Linked DNA regions of Mus musculus: region 2 is linked to region 1. The links are chromatin contacts, called in public HiChIP or PLAC-seq maps. All regions are on one chromosome and are shown on one strand. Each heading gives the region's core, a stretch centred on a gene start, on an enhancer-like site or on the middle of the called end of the contact. The rest is flanking DNA. Distances are from core to core; before and after follow the strand shown.

Region 1 (5,914 bases), core at 2,413-4,912:
TACAGACAAATCTAAATGAGCAAGCCATGCAGCATTGAAGAGGTCACTACAGACACAGGGAACAGAAACGCCAGAGCCATGATGTGTGAAGGAAGGACACTTAGGGACGAGACAGTCTAAGTGCCTTGTTTTGTTTGCAAGGGAAATAAGGATATTATTTAACTACAAGATTGTTGGACAGAATGCTTAGCAAATTAAGGGGGGAAAAAAGGTACAAAACCAGAAATACAATTATTGATCAGATTCACAGAAGGCAGAACAGGAAAAGAATTAACAGAAAGCACAAAATAAGATTAAAGAATTAATCCATCACAGCACAAAATCACAATAATGTAAAAGGACTAAATTAAAGCCCGAGACTTAGATTTAAGTCAATTAAAAGGCTGATTTAATTTAAGTTAACTGAGCTCCATGCTATGTTTTTTTTAATTGCCTTTTCTGTTTACATTGGGAATTAGAATAAAATCGCATTCAAATATTTTTCCTTGCCTTTTGACTTTAAGTGAGACACTCTTTGTATCTCATCATTAAAAGTGTTTTAGGGTCAAGAAACCTTGCAGCTCTTTCAGAGCGACTAGCCTTGCAGGGATGTGACTGTTACCCTTGTACTCTGTACACAGCGAATTATCATTTAAGAGTGAGGGTGTGATTTAAAAGCTATGACATTACAACACTATCTCTAAAAAAAAAAAAAATCTTTTATGGAGAAAGCTCCTAAACTCCTGCAAAAGATCTAGAGACAAGCTACGTAGATGGAGAGATGTGCTCCTGTGTGGAAAGAGAACTGCACGAGACTCCCTGTCTTCCGAAGTGTCCATTACACATTTAATACATTTTACTCAAGATCTCTGAGGAATTTCTTCACTGACTTTAATAAGAAGGTCGGAAAATTCATTCAGGAGAACAATAGGCCCCCGAGTAGCCAAAGCAATTTTGAAATGATACATAGAAAATAACTCACCCGAAAGACATCAGGACACACAGCAAAATGACAGCCATTAAAGAACCCCTGTGACAGATTTGGATGAATAGAACGATGGGACATTTTCTGAAAAAAAAAAAAAAAAGAAGAAATTAGAATTTGGAATGTGACAAGTGACATTTCAAATCATCAGGGAAAGGAAGGCTACTCAATCAAGAGCAACCAGGTTTTGACTCGTAGTGGTTTTCTTTGCTTATTTTTTGTGGGTCTACAAAATCGAAGCCAAGGCCACTGAGCTAAGTATATTTCTAAAGAAAAAACAAAACAAAACAAAACAAAAAACTAGATTCATAGGCTGGGTCCAGTGGCATATGCCTTTAATCCCAGCACTCGGGAGACAGAGTCAGGCAGATCTCTTGTGAGTTGGAGAATAACCTGGTCTTCATATCAAGTTTTAGTACAGGCAGGACTACATAGAGAGACTGTTTCAAAAAAATTTTAAAAAAAATTCATGTGTCACCATGCTGCTTAGTTTTTGTCGAATTGACACAAACTAGAGTCACTTGGGAGGAGAAAGCTTCAGAGAGGAACTGCCTCCATCAGATTGGCCTGTAGGCATGGCCGCAGGGCATTTTCTTGATGAATGCTTGAAATGAGAGGGCTCAACTCCTGTTGGTGCTACTGCCCCTGGGCAAATAGTCCTGAGGGATATAAGAAAGCCAGCCAAGGAGCTGGAGAGATGGCTCAGCGGTTGAGAGCACTTGTTCTTGCGGAGGACCTGGGTTTGATTCCCAACGCCCACACGGTGACACACAACTATCTATACCTCCAGTTCCTCTTCTGACCTCTGCAGGCACCAGGCACACATGCGGTACACAGGTATGCATGTGTGTAAAACATGTGTACATATAAAATAAATTTCTTTTAATTAAAGAAAGAAAGCTGAGCAAGCCATGAGAGCAAGTCACTAAATGTTGTGTCCGGCCAGCAGACCACAACCTGGGTACTAGCCTGGAAAGGCATTTTGGAAACCTGGAAGAGAAGAGGGGCTAGGTGGCGAGAGAAAAGAATGTAGCCAAGACAGTTACTCTGATCAAGGCTCAAATTTTATTGTTGCGACACTAGTTATGAAGGAAGGGGGAGGGGACCCGATTCCCGCCGAATAATCTCTGGTCCAGTAGAAAGGTGCACGTGTGTGGCTCCGCAGGTTCCAGCAGTGGGCGTGGCAGAACGAATGAGCAGGAAGCTCCACCCCTGAGCAAGCAGGTTTCAGGCTGGGGGAGGGGAGACTACAACTAAATAGTGTCCTCCATGCAGTGTTCACAATCTTCCCAATGCTGCAACCTTTAATACGATTCCTCCTGTTGTGGGGACTCCCCCACCCCCATAAAATTATTTTGTTGCTACTTCATAACTGTAATTTTGCTATTGTTATTAGTCATGATGTAAATATCTGATATGTATGCCCGAAGGCACCAAGGAGACCCACAGGTTGAGAACCGCTACTCCATGGTGACTGCTTCAGTTTCTGCCTTGGGTTCCTGTCTTGGCTTTCTTCTATTATGGAAGTCAAGCAAACCCTTTTCTCCCCAAGCTACTTTTGGTCGGAGTGGTTTATCACAACAATAGAGAGTTTACCAGTTTTGTGTGTGTTGGGGGGGGGGGGTTGGAGTTAGTTCCAGCCATGGTGAAAAACTGCAACCAGAACTATAGGAAATATTGATGTGCCCTCTGTCTTAGTTAGGGTTTTACTGCTGTGAGCAGACACCATGACCAAAGTAGCTTTTATAAGGCCAATGTTTACTTGGGGCTGGCTTACAGGTTCAGAGCTTCAGTCCATTATCATCAAGGTGTGAACATGGCAGCGTCCAGGCAGGCATGGTGCAGGAGGAGCTGAGAGTGCTGCATCTTCATCTGCAGGCTGCTGGGAGAAGACTGACTTCCAGGCAGCTAGGATGAGGGTCTTAAAGCCCACACCCACCGTGACACACCTACTCTAACAAGGCCACACCTTCTAATAATGCCACTCCCTGGGCCAAGCATATACAAACCATCACACCCTCCAATGAAGCAGGGTTTCTTAAATAAGACAAAAGCAAAAGTTAGCATGAAACAATTATACACTGAGTTACATGACTTAGAAATTAGTCTTTCTCTCTCTTTGTTTCTATCATTTGTTTTTGAAGACAGAGTTTCTCTGTGTAGCCCTGGCTCTCCTGGAACTTGCTTTGTAGATCAGGCTGGCCTCAAGCTCACAGAAATCACCCTCCCTTGCCTACACAGTGCTGGGATTAAAGGAGTGTACCGTCATGCCCTGCTAGAAATGGTTTTTCATGATAAGTATACCACTGACAAAGTGAAAAGACAAACATAGACTTGGTGAAGACATCTGTATCTCACATTGCCAAGCAATCGCTATAAAAAGTATACAGTCTATTCTTAAAAGTTATAAAGAAAAAGTAAACACAACCCTCCAAAAAAGAAAGAATGTATAAAATTGTGTGTGTGTGTGTGTGTGTGTGTGTGTGTGTGTTAATTATTCTTTTGGTCACTGTGACCACATACCTGTCCAGGACTTAGGAGAAGGAATGATTTGTGCTCCTGGTTCAGGAGTGCCTTCACCTTCATGCAGAAAGCCTGGCTGTCAGGAAGCAGAAAGCCTGCAGGAAGCAGGCCAGGCTCTAACCTACTAGACTTACCAGTGGTGACCCATTTCCTCCAGTTTGGCCCCACCTCCGCCACATCCTCCCTGAAATGCCACCATCTGAGGACCAAACATTCAAATAAGAGCTGTGGGAGACATTTCACACTGAAACCGCAGCTGACTGCAACCAAGCAGGTAGCAGAAGAGGACATTTAATGGTCTGTGGTCACATGAAAATGTGTGCTATTAAATTAAAAGTCAGAGAGATGCAAATTAAAACAATCAGAAGCTGTTTCATGCCCCCCAGAAGTGAGACAGTACCAGCAGGTGATTAGAATGGAGAGAAACACAGGGACACATTTGGAAGCTAACAGCTGACCAACAATTCCACTTCCGTGTGTCCAGAGACATGGGGACTGGAAGAATGTCCTTTTCAGTATTCTGAAATAGCTAACCGTGAAAGCAAGTCGCCTGACCCACAGGAGTAAAAAGGAGCGAGAACAGTGTGGTTACAGAAGCAGTTCAACACTGCGTTCATCACAGTGAGTGAGCCAGGTCAGCTGGATGGCTCTGGGATGGGTAAATCCAACGGGCATAACTAGCTAAAAATGAAGCAAAGTAACACATGATTTATATGAAATTTAAAGTTCATGAAACAAGAGTACGGATTGCTTATCAGTACACAGTACAGACGTTCAATCTTCCTGGTTGCTAGGCACATCCATGAAAAGGAAAAGGCCCTTCAATCCAGCTGTGCTAATACCGCACTGTCTGGAGAGGCCCTGGAACTTACACTCCACAGCGTCTGACTTATGTCTTTATTTATTGCAGGTGGGAGTTGAACCAAGGGCCTTGGGCATGCTCAGTAAGCACTTACCACGGAGCTGCACCCAGACACACTTGAGACCAAATGAGGCCAACATGAGAACTGGCCACAAAATTTGTACAAAGAATGCTGAATGGTTTCCAGAAGTTTCTGGTGTTACCTGTTAGTTTCTCTTTCCTAAGCAATTGGTGATGACTCTCAATGAGTGGGGCTCTGGGATGGCTCTGGGACGACCCTGGGATGCAGGGATGGCTGTAGGGATGAGTCTGGCCTGCTCTATGAGCTGCCATGCTGGCCACAGCCTCTAAATCTTTTGGCTTGGTAGAAGAGAACCATGATCTTCCCTTAATTTTCCCATCGCACATAATATGCACATTTACACACGACTTCAGGTACCCACATCATACACACTCAAAACCACGAAGAAACACTAGAACCACTCCCTCATCCAAACACCTGGATTCCTCCCTTCTCTGCAACAAGAGCAGGCTGTTTAACCATTCAGTGTTGAGTAGATAGTGTGGAGTCAGATCTGATTACATAACGGCAGACTGTGGAATGGTGGGGTGTGATGCCCACAAACACACTGCTCTTAGATAACAAAGGGCAGTGGTATAATCCACACTGGGACCGCCGTAACACAGTAGCCCACGCTCACATTCTGTGACTTTTCTTTCTCACTTTGGGAGCAGAGCTAACCTCATCCAACAGTCTAGCTCCGAGTTCAAGGGCTCTACTGTATGTAAAGCTCTTCTCTACGTTGAGAGACAACCCTTCTTTTTCCCATGCCCATTCTCCAAGGCCCTCACACCCTACTACTCTACTGTCGTGGAGTCGGTAGTTGTCTGATCCTTATTTCTCCTGCTACTTTTTTGGGATGGTGCCGCAAGATGCTGTTTGTCTTTGATTCATCACAGGGACTCATTCCTACAAGCAGCCACACAGTCCAGGCGCTGTGCTGGATCAGGGTCCTCCGCGGACCCTCACAGCCGACAGCAGTGGACAGCTGCTCCATTATGTGCAATTGGCTGTTTGTGTTTTCAGTCCTAGGGATTCAATTCAAGGTTTTGAGGATCCAGACAAGTGCCCTACCCACCGAGCTGTACCCCAGGCCAGAAGCTTGGGAGCACCCACCTCATTCTATTGAATTTGGATGATGAGTTCAGAGGTGTAGACAGCTCTTAGCTTTAAAAAATGGCATGCCTGTGGGAAAACTTCTTTTGCAAATCAGGAAGAAAATGCCTCTTTGTATGAATCACTTTTTTTTTTTTTTGGTTTTGTTTTGTTTTTAGTGTGTTGGCAGAAAGAGCAACTAGCAAACCATTCCTGGAAGGCCTTCTGCGTCCCTTAGAATCCACACGTGGACATCCCTGGAACCTGGCCCGTAGGTGGCAGTCTCCCTTCATCCTGGTTCCTGGATCACAGCCCTCAGGACTGTAGGTGACACTTGTATCTTTAGTGTCTCCTAATGTTAACCGTTTCCTCTCCTCGGTGGTCTGCTCATGGGTGGGGGCGGGGCACA
Region 2 (5,914 bases), core at 2,294-4,793, 76 kb after region 1:
TCAGGATGAGCACGTGGGGATTAAGGAACTGTGAGCTTCCTAAACAATGGGGTTTTGTGTTCTGAGTCACCAGATCCCTTCAGAGCTGATCGTGACCTCAGAACTGCGGTCCTACATGGCCGCTCACAGTCCTGCAAGGCTACTTTGCTCTTCCTGACCAGTGAGTGGTTTATACTTGACTGTCAGAAGTCCTGCATCAGATGGCCACACACATCAGATGGCTTCAGTGCCACAGAATGACAGGTGAAGAGGGACATGAAATTGTGGGTGGAGGTGCACAGGGGGGTAGGGGGGGTATCTTGACCTTCAAAATTAAGAGTCTCCAAGGCGCCCGCTGGGTTGTATTAACTGGCAGGTAACTGGCAGGAGGTGGAGAGGAAAAGAGCTCACTGGGGAAGCAAGGTTAATTCAATAACATTTCCCAAGACATGAAATAGGCACTGTCTTCATAGGTGTGGAAATTTGGCTTTAAAGGCACTTTGTGAGTGGAGGAGAGAGCACCAGATTGCCCTTCATTTGAAGTGGCCAAACTTTACAGCGTGGTTTCCCGGCTTACGTTAGATCATGGTGAGTCTGCACAGGGGTAGGTGGGAAAGGATGGAAAAGGAGGGGCTGCCTTCTCAGACAAGTGGGGGTCTTCTCTTTCTTTGCTGCAGTCTGCCAAACCACCCAGCAGCTTCCTTGGGGCCAGTGACCTACAACAAAGAAAAGCTAAGCTAGTCATGGGGTTACAAGCACATAAACCCAGCATTCCAGAGATGTGGCAGGAGGGTTATGAGTTCAAAACCATCCTGAGCTACACAGGAAGATCCTGTTTCAAAACCAAAGCAATTAATTAATTGATTGATTAATTAAAATCAAAACAAAGCAAATACCACCTAAAATAAAGGTAAAAATGAAAAATAGATTACCAACTGGGTGGAGGTGGTGCATGTCTTTAATTCTAGCACTCAAGGAGGCAAAGGCAGGCAGATCTCTGAGTTCAAGGCCAGCCTGGTCTATAGAGGAAGTTCCAGGACAACCAGGGATACACAGACAAACACTGTCTTGAAAAACAAAACAAAAAACATCAACACAATAGAAATTGCCTACATTTCTCTGAAAAACTAACACAAATGAACTAAACTTAGTGTAAGACTTAAAATCATCCTGTACCCCCTGGGACTTGACCATGGACTTTCTGGACAGGGGGGCCCTAAAGTAAGATGTGCTGATCTTGGCAGAAACCAGTTTTGAACTGGCAAGTGGCATTAGGACTCTCCTGTTTAGTTCGGCGATAATCGGCTAAGACAATTTTCTGAGCTAACTCTGGGACAGTGCCAAGAAATCCTTCCACTTCTCCCTCAGACCGAGTTTATTAAATATCAGCTGCTCTGAAGACCCATGGAGCAGACTGCCAATACCAGTGCGTTATTAGAACTGATAAAGGACTCTCAGCTGTGCGGTGGAGTTATATCTATCCAGCCCTCCCCGGCCAGGAGACAAACATGAACCATGATGGCTACCTATAGCTAGATGGGCTTCCCGGTAGCAGCTTCTGTGCACCAAATACTGCCTCCCAGAGGATTGCTTTTGTCCTGGCGAGGCACACAGTGAGTCAGGTTGGTCTTTCTTATGTCCTGTTGGATAAGCTTTCTCTTCCAGAGAACAGAGAGGAGAGGAGAGACAGGAAGTCCAGCATTGTGTCTCACACATCTGCCCCGCACCGCAGGCTTGGAAGGTGACCTGCGTGAGTTTATTACTCCACTTGGAGGTATTCGCTGCCACTGGCTTAGCTCAAGGAATGATGGAGAGGCAGAAAACAGTGACCAGAGGCAGGGTAGGCATGGCTCTGCCCAAGTCACTGTACCACAGGCCCTACTACCACATCTGGGTGGCACAGCCCAACCTCCTGCAGATTCCCTGTGTGGAACAGTGTACATAACACGTATATAATGTGTGTTAAGCATTCCATACCATTCCCCATTTCCCTCATTGACTCCCCCAAAGCCAGTCCCTTCTTTTTACCAAATGGTCCCCTGTTTGGTTTCAGACATGACAAGTGACTGAGGCACACATCTTACATATCAAAGCAGACCTGGCCTCCAGGTCTCCCAGAATTCCTGAGTCCCTACCTGGCACACCCTGCCCTCAACCTTGAACTTTCCAGCCCAGGGGCTGAGAGGCCCTCCCCCCCCAGGGGCTCCTCCCTATTTAATCCAGACTTTTTGCTTGCCCTCTCCCTCTCTCTCTCCTCTTTTCTTCTCTCTTTCTCTCCCTGCCTTCTTCTCTCCCTTACCCCTCCTGCCCACATGGCGACTTCTCTGGCTTTGGTCCTTGGGGCCAGTGATCTCACTTGTCCAAGAGCAACTTCCCAATAAACCTGCCTTTAATATTGATCTAATCTGGCTCAAACTGGCTCATTTGACCAATGGTGGAGAAATAACATATCACCCCCTTCTACATTTCTGCTCTCTTTTATAAATCCTAGATTCCACATATGAGAAAAAAGAAAGACAACCCACAGGATTTCTCCTTCTGAGCCTGACACTCACCATGATGATCTCCATTTCCAACCATTTTCTTGCCTATGATGTAACTGCTTCGTTCCTCCTTTGGGCTGGATAAATCCAGTCATATGTTGATGAGCATCCTGGCTGCTGCCATACCTTGACCACTGTGAGTGGCTCTGCAGTCAACATGGTTGTCTGTGCAAGGATCTTTGTGTGGAGTTAGAGTCCTCAGTGGCCTAGCCAGGTCACACAGGAGCGTCCATGCTGATCTCCATAGTGGCTGCACTAGTTATCTTCCCACTAACAGTGTTTGAGCTCTGAAGGCTGGGGCCTTGTGATGGGGGGGGGGGCAGTGTGTGCAGAGGGTCAGTGTGTATGAAGTGTGAGTGCGTGTGGAGTGTGCATATATGTGGAATGTGCGTGGGTGTGCGTGGGTGTGCATGTGGTGTGTGTGTGTGTGTGTGTGTGTGTGTGTGTGTGTGTAGTGATTCTCTGAGTAATTTTTCAAAAGAAAATGCATTTCTTTTACATTGTGGAGGACAGTCCCAGGAGCACAATTCTTGTCTCCCTGTCCTCTGTTTGCCCAGCTCCCAGTGTTCTCTTCCTAGCGTAGGGATAAGATCACGTTCTTAGCCTTGGGAATAAATCAATCCTATCTAGCTTGAGATGGTAAGCTGCTCCTTCGGGACCACAGCCAAAGGTGTAGAGAAAGAATGGGGGATGTGCAGAGAGGGGGAGAGCAAGAGGGAACTATATTGAATCTCAATACAATTCTCTGATAGTAGCAGGCATTTTCTTCCATCCTGGCTTATTGTAGCTCTAAAACCCAATGTCGCACCCTGCCTTCCAGTAAGCCTAACAATTTAGATTTATCTCCAGCAGTCTGAATGACAGTCTAGGGTAGACTCTGAGAAATCTCACTCTTCAGATTTCTAGAAGTATTTGAAATGAGAATTTTGAAATTTACACTTTTCCTGGATCCCTGAGAGGAAGTAGCTGTTGGGGGAGGCAGGAACCACCCACATTCCTCTGGCTTTGTCGACTGTCTCCAACACTCCTATAAATTGTGACCAAGGGGTATTTCCAGAAGGCTGTAAGCCATAGAGGAGCAGTGTGTTCCATCCCCTCGTCTTTGGTAATGTAGAAAGAAACTCTGCCTCTCTGAAACTCAGCTGTGGGTCCACATAAATGACTGTGACATATGTTAGTATTTGTTTGGTTTGAGACAAAGTCTCATTATATAGCCTTGACTGTCCTGGAACTTGCTATGTAGATCAGGCTGGCCTCCAACTCAAAGAGATCCATGCCTCCCAAGCCCCATACTGGTTTTAAAAGACTTCTCCACCACACCTGTCACATGTTAAACTTTATTTGAGTACTAAAATCAATGGCATATGAACTCCTGGAAGCAAGATAGGAGCAAATAATCAAGAGGGGGGGTGGGGAGGAAGAGGGAGAGAGAGAGACCGTGATGACTGGACCAGAGATCAGCAAGAAGAGAAAGCCTGAGGCCTAAGGCTAGAGGGAGGAAGTTGGAGAGGAGCTTACCAAGTCCAGCACCCCCCCCCCCCGACACTCCCCCTCCCCCTCCCGTGGCCACCAGAAGCAAACTGCAGCTACAGAGGAGCTTGGTTCAGGGAGAAATGCAGAAACTGCCAATGGGCATGTATGCAGAAGCAAGGCACACTTCCTCCTGCCCTCCCCAACAATCCATTGTCAAAATGTCTCCTTAGCTGTACCAATACCCCTGACCAAGCGTCCTGGGAAAAACAGCTTTCAGTGCCTAATCCTATCCCACACAATCATGATAAGCTGGTGGACTGAAGGGTACGGTGACTAGCCTGATCTAATAGCACACATCTACAGTATAGACTATGGATGTCAAAACAACATATTGTCCCTTGCGAATAGAGTATCATTTCTCAAATGGCAACACATAACTTTGGGCAGGGATGTGTGGAAGCAACAAAAGCTGGGGCAAGGCCCACATGAGGAGCGCCAGAGGGAACTCTCAGATCTGGAGAGCACCCCTCAAAGCTCTGGGGACAGCACATACTCAGCTGTTTTAAACAAACATTTGCTGAGCGTGCTGGGCTTGGCTCTAAGCACATTCCTCACGTTAGCACACTTGATCTCTCAATGAGCAGTAATGTCAGCTCTACGTTTCACAGGTAAGGAGGAAAGACAAAGAAGGGGCCCTAGAAGGTGGCACAGCCCAGGGTACAGATGAAGAAGTCTGAGTCCAGCCATGCCATTTGTGTGTGCCTGGTTCTGTTTTCTAGGCCATGATGGTCACTATGGAAAGGTGTGTGCCAATGACTTCATTACCCTCCTAAAGCGCCTGGTCCCTCGCTACCTCATCTGACCTTTCCTTTCCCATGTAGCTATCCCCTCCCTCTCTCCCTCCCTCCCTCCCTCCCTCCCTCCCTCCCTCCCTCCCTCCCTCCCTCCCTCTCTCCCTCCCTCCCTTCTTCCCTCTCTCCCTTCCTCTCTACAGCACAGGCTGCCCTAGGACTCACTGTAGGTCAAGCTGGCCTCTAATTTGTGTTATCTTCCTGGGGTTATAGGTGTGCATCCCTGTGCCCTCCTGTCTTCATCACGTATAACAATAGTAGTAAATGTCCCTTCCTCATCCTCCTGCAGGATCACAGTGCCCTGCCACCTTATCTCTTGCAGTAGCAGACTGAGAATTAAAGCCAATGTTGGAGTTGCCTGCCCTACCCTTCCCTGTGAGATCAGGATTAGGAAATGAATTCGCCCACCACTCGTACCCAGAACAACCATCATAAGAATTAACCGGTGGGGCAGCCAGACTCTTTCTGCAGCCAGTGATGGATGGCACACAGGCTCTGTGCAGGAGACACTTCTGCTCTTCTCCCAGCACTGTGTGCCCAGCGCCACAGGGGAGACCAAGAGGGTGTCGCCCACAAGATGAGGGGCCCCACCCAGGTGAGGCTGCTCAACTGGATCATCTGGAGGGACTGGGGTTCAGCAGGCAAGCTGAAGGAAAAGGACTAAGAAGGAGGTTCAGGTGGGTGGAGGGTGCAAGGGTGTCCCAGAACCTATCCGGTGGCTGCTGGCCAGGCCGCATTGGGTGGGTGGGGGAGGTGCTCTTTGCACATGTTGCTGAGGAAAGATCTGACATCCCGAAGGAGAAAGGCTCCCTGAACCCCGTGCTACGCCGTGACCCCTTTGAATTAATTTGTGTTTTCAGCTACAATCTTTAAATCCCCACTCTGTCAAGGAGCCGTCTAGAGCCTGTTTGTCACAAACTGTTGATCATTCCCCTAATGCTGTAGTATCGTCCTTCAAGCTATTGATCACCAATATCCAGAACAACAAGGCTCTGGTAGAGCACTGAACGTCACCAAAGACTTCTATTGGGTACTGATCAGACCAATCACCCTCAGGCTGATGGATTC

What was found. HiChIP or PLAC-seq counts read pairs in DNA pulled down with a chosen protein or histone mark.
Region 2: an H3K27ac HiChIP or PLAC-seq map of the HPC-7 cell line shows a contact between it and region 1, with 6 times the contacts expected there. The contact joins two enhancer-like sites. A contact is called at or near these places in 4 of 484 Hi-C or Micro-C datasets (the N1E-115 cell line, embryonic stem cells, gonadal supporting cells and 1 more) and 5 of 115 datasets of contacts at active chromatin or transcription factors (the HPC-7 cell line, bone marrow-derived macrophages, embryonic stem cells and 1 more).

Annotation. Positions count from the first base shown.
Region 1 is chr10:42,065,034-42,070,947 of GRCm38.p6, forward strand. Gm40630 (a long non-coding RNA gene) reads right to left here. Exons shown (of 5, transcript XR_871601.1): 3 at 3,488-5,914; 4 at 962-1,048. It overlaps Gm51798 (a long non-coding RNA gene), which reads left to right. Exons shown (of 3, transcript XR_003948997.1): 2 at 5,685-5,828. Among named protein-coding and RNA genes, the nearest start is that of Gm40630, 14 kb to the right of the region's middle. Within about 2 kb of position 3,663, at least 39 of the 459 cell types and tissues checked have an H3K27ac peak or open chromatin away from gene starts, as enhancers often do. A contact at or near this core is called in the HPC-7 cell line, where this site is marked.
Region 2 is chr10:42,140,843-42,146,756 of GRCm38.p6, forward strand. No RefSeq gene overlaps it. Among named protein-coding and RNA genes, the nearest start is that of Gm40630, 62 kb to the left of the region's middle. Within about 2 kb of position 3,544, at least 11 of the 459 cell types and tissues checked have an H3K27ac peak or open chromatin away from gene starts, as enhancers often do. A contact at or near this core is called in the HPC-7 cell line, where this site is marked.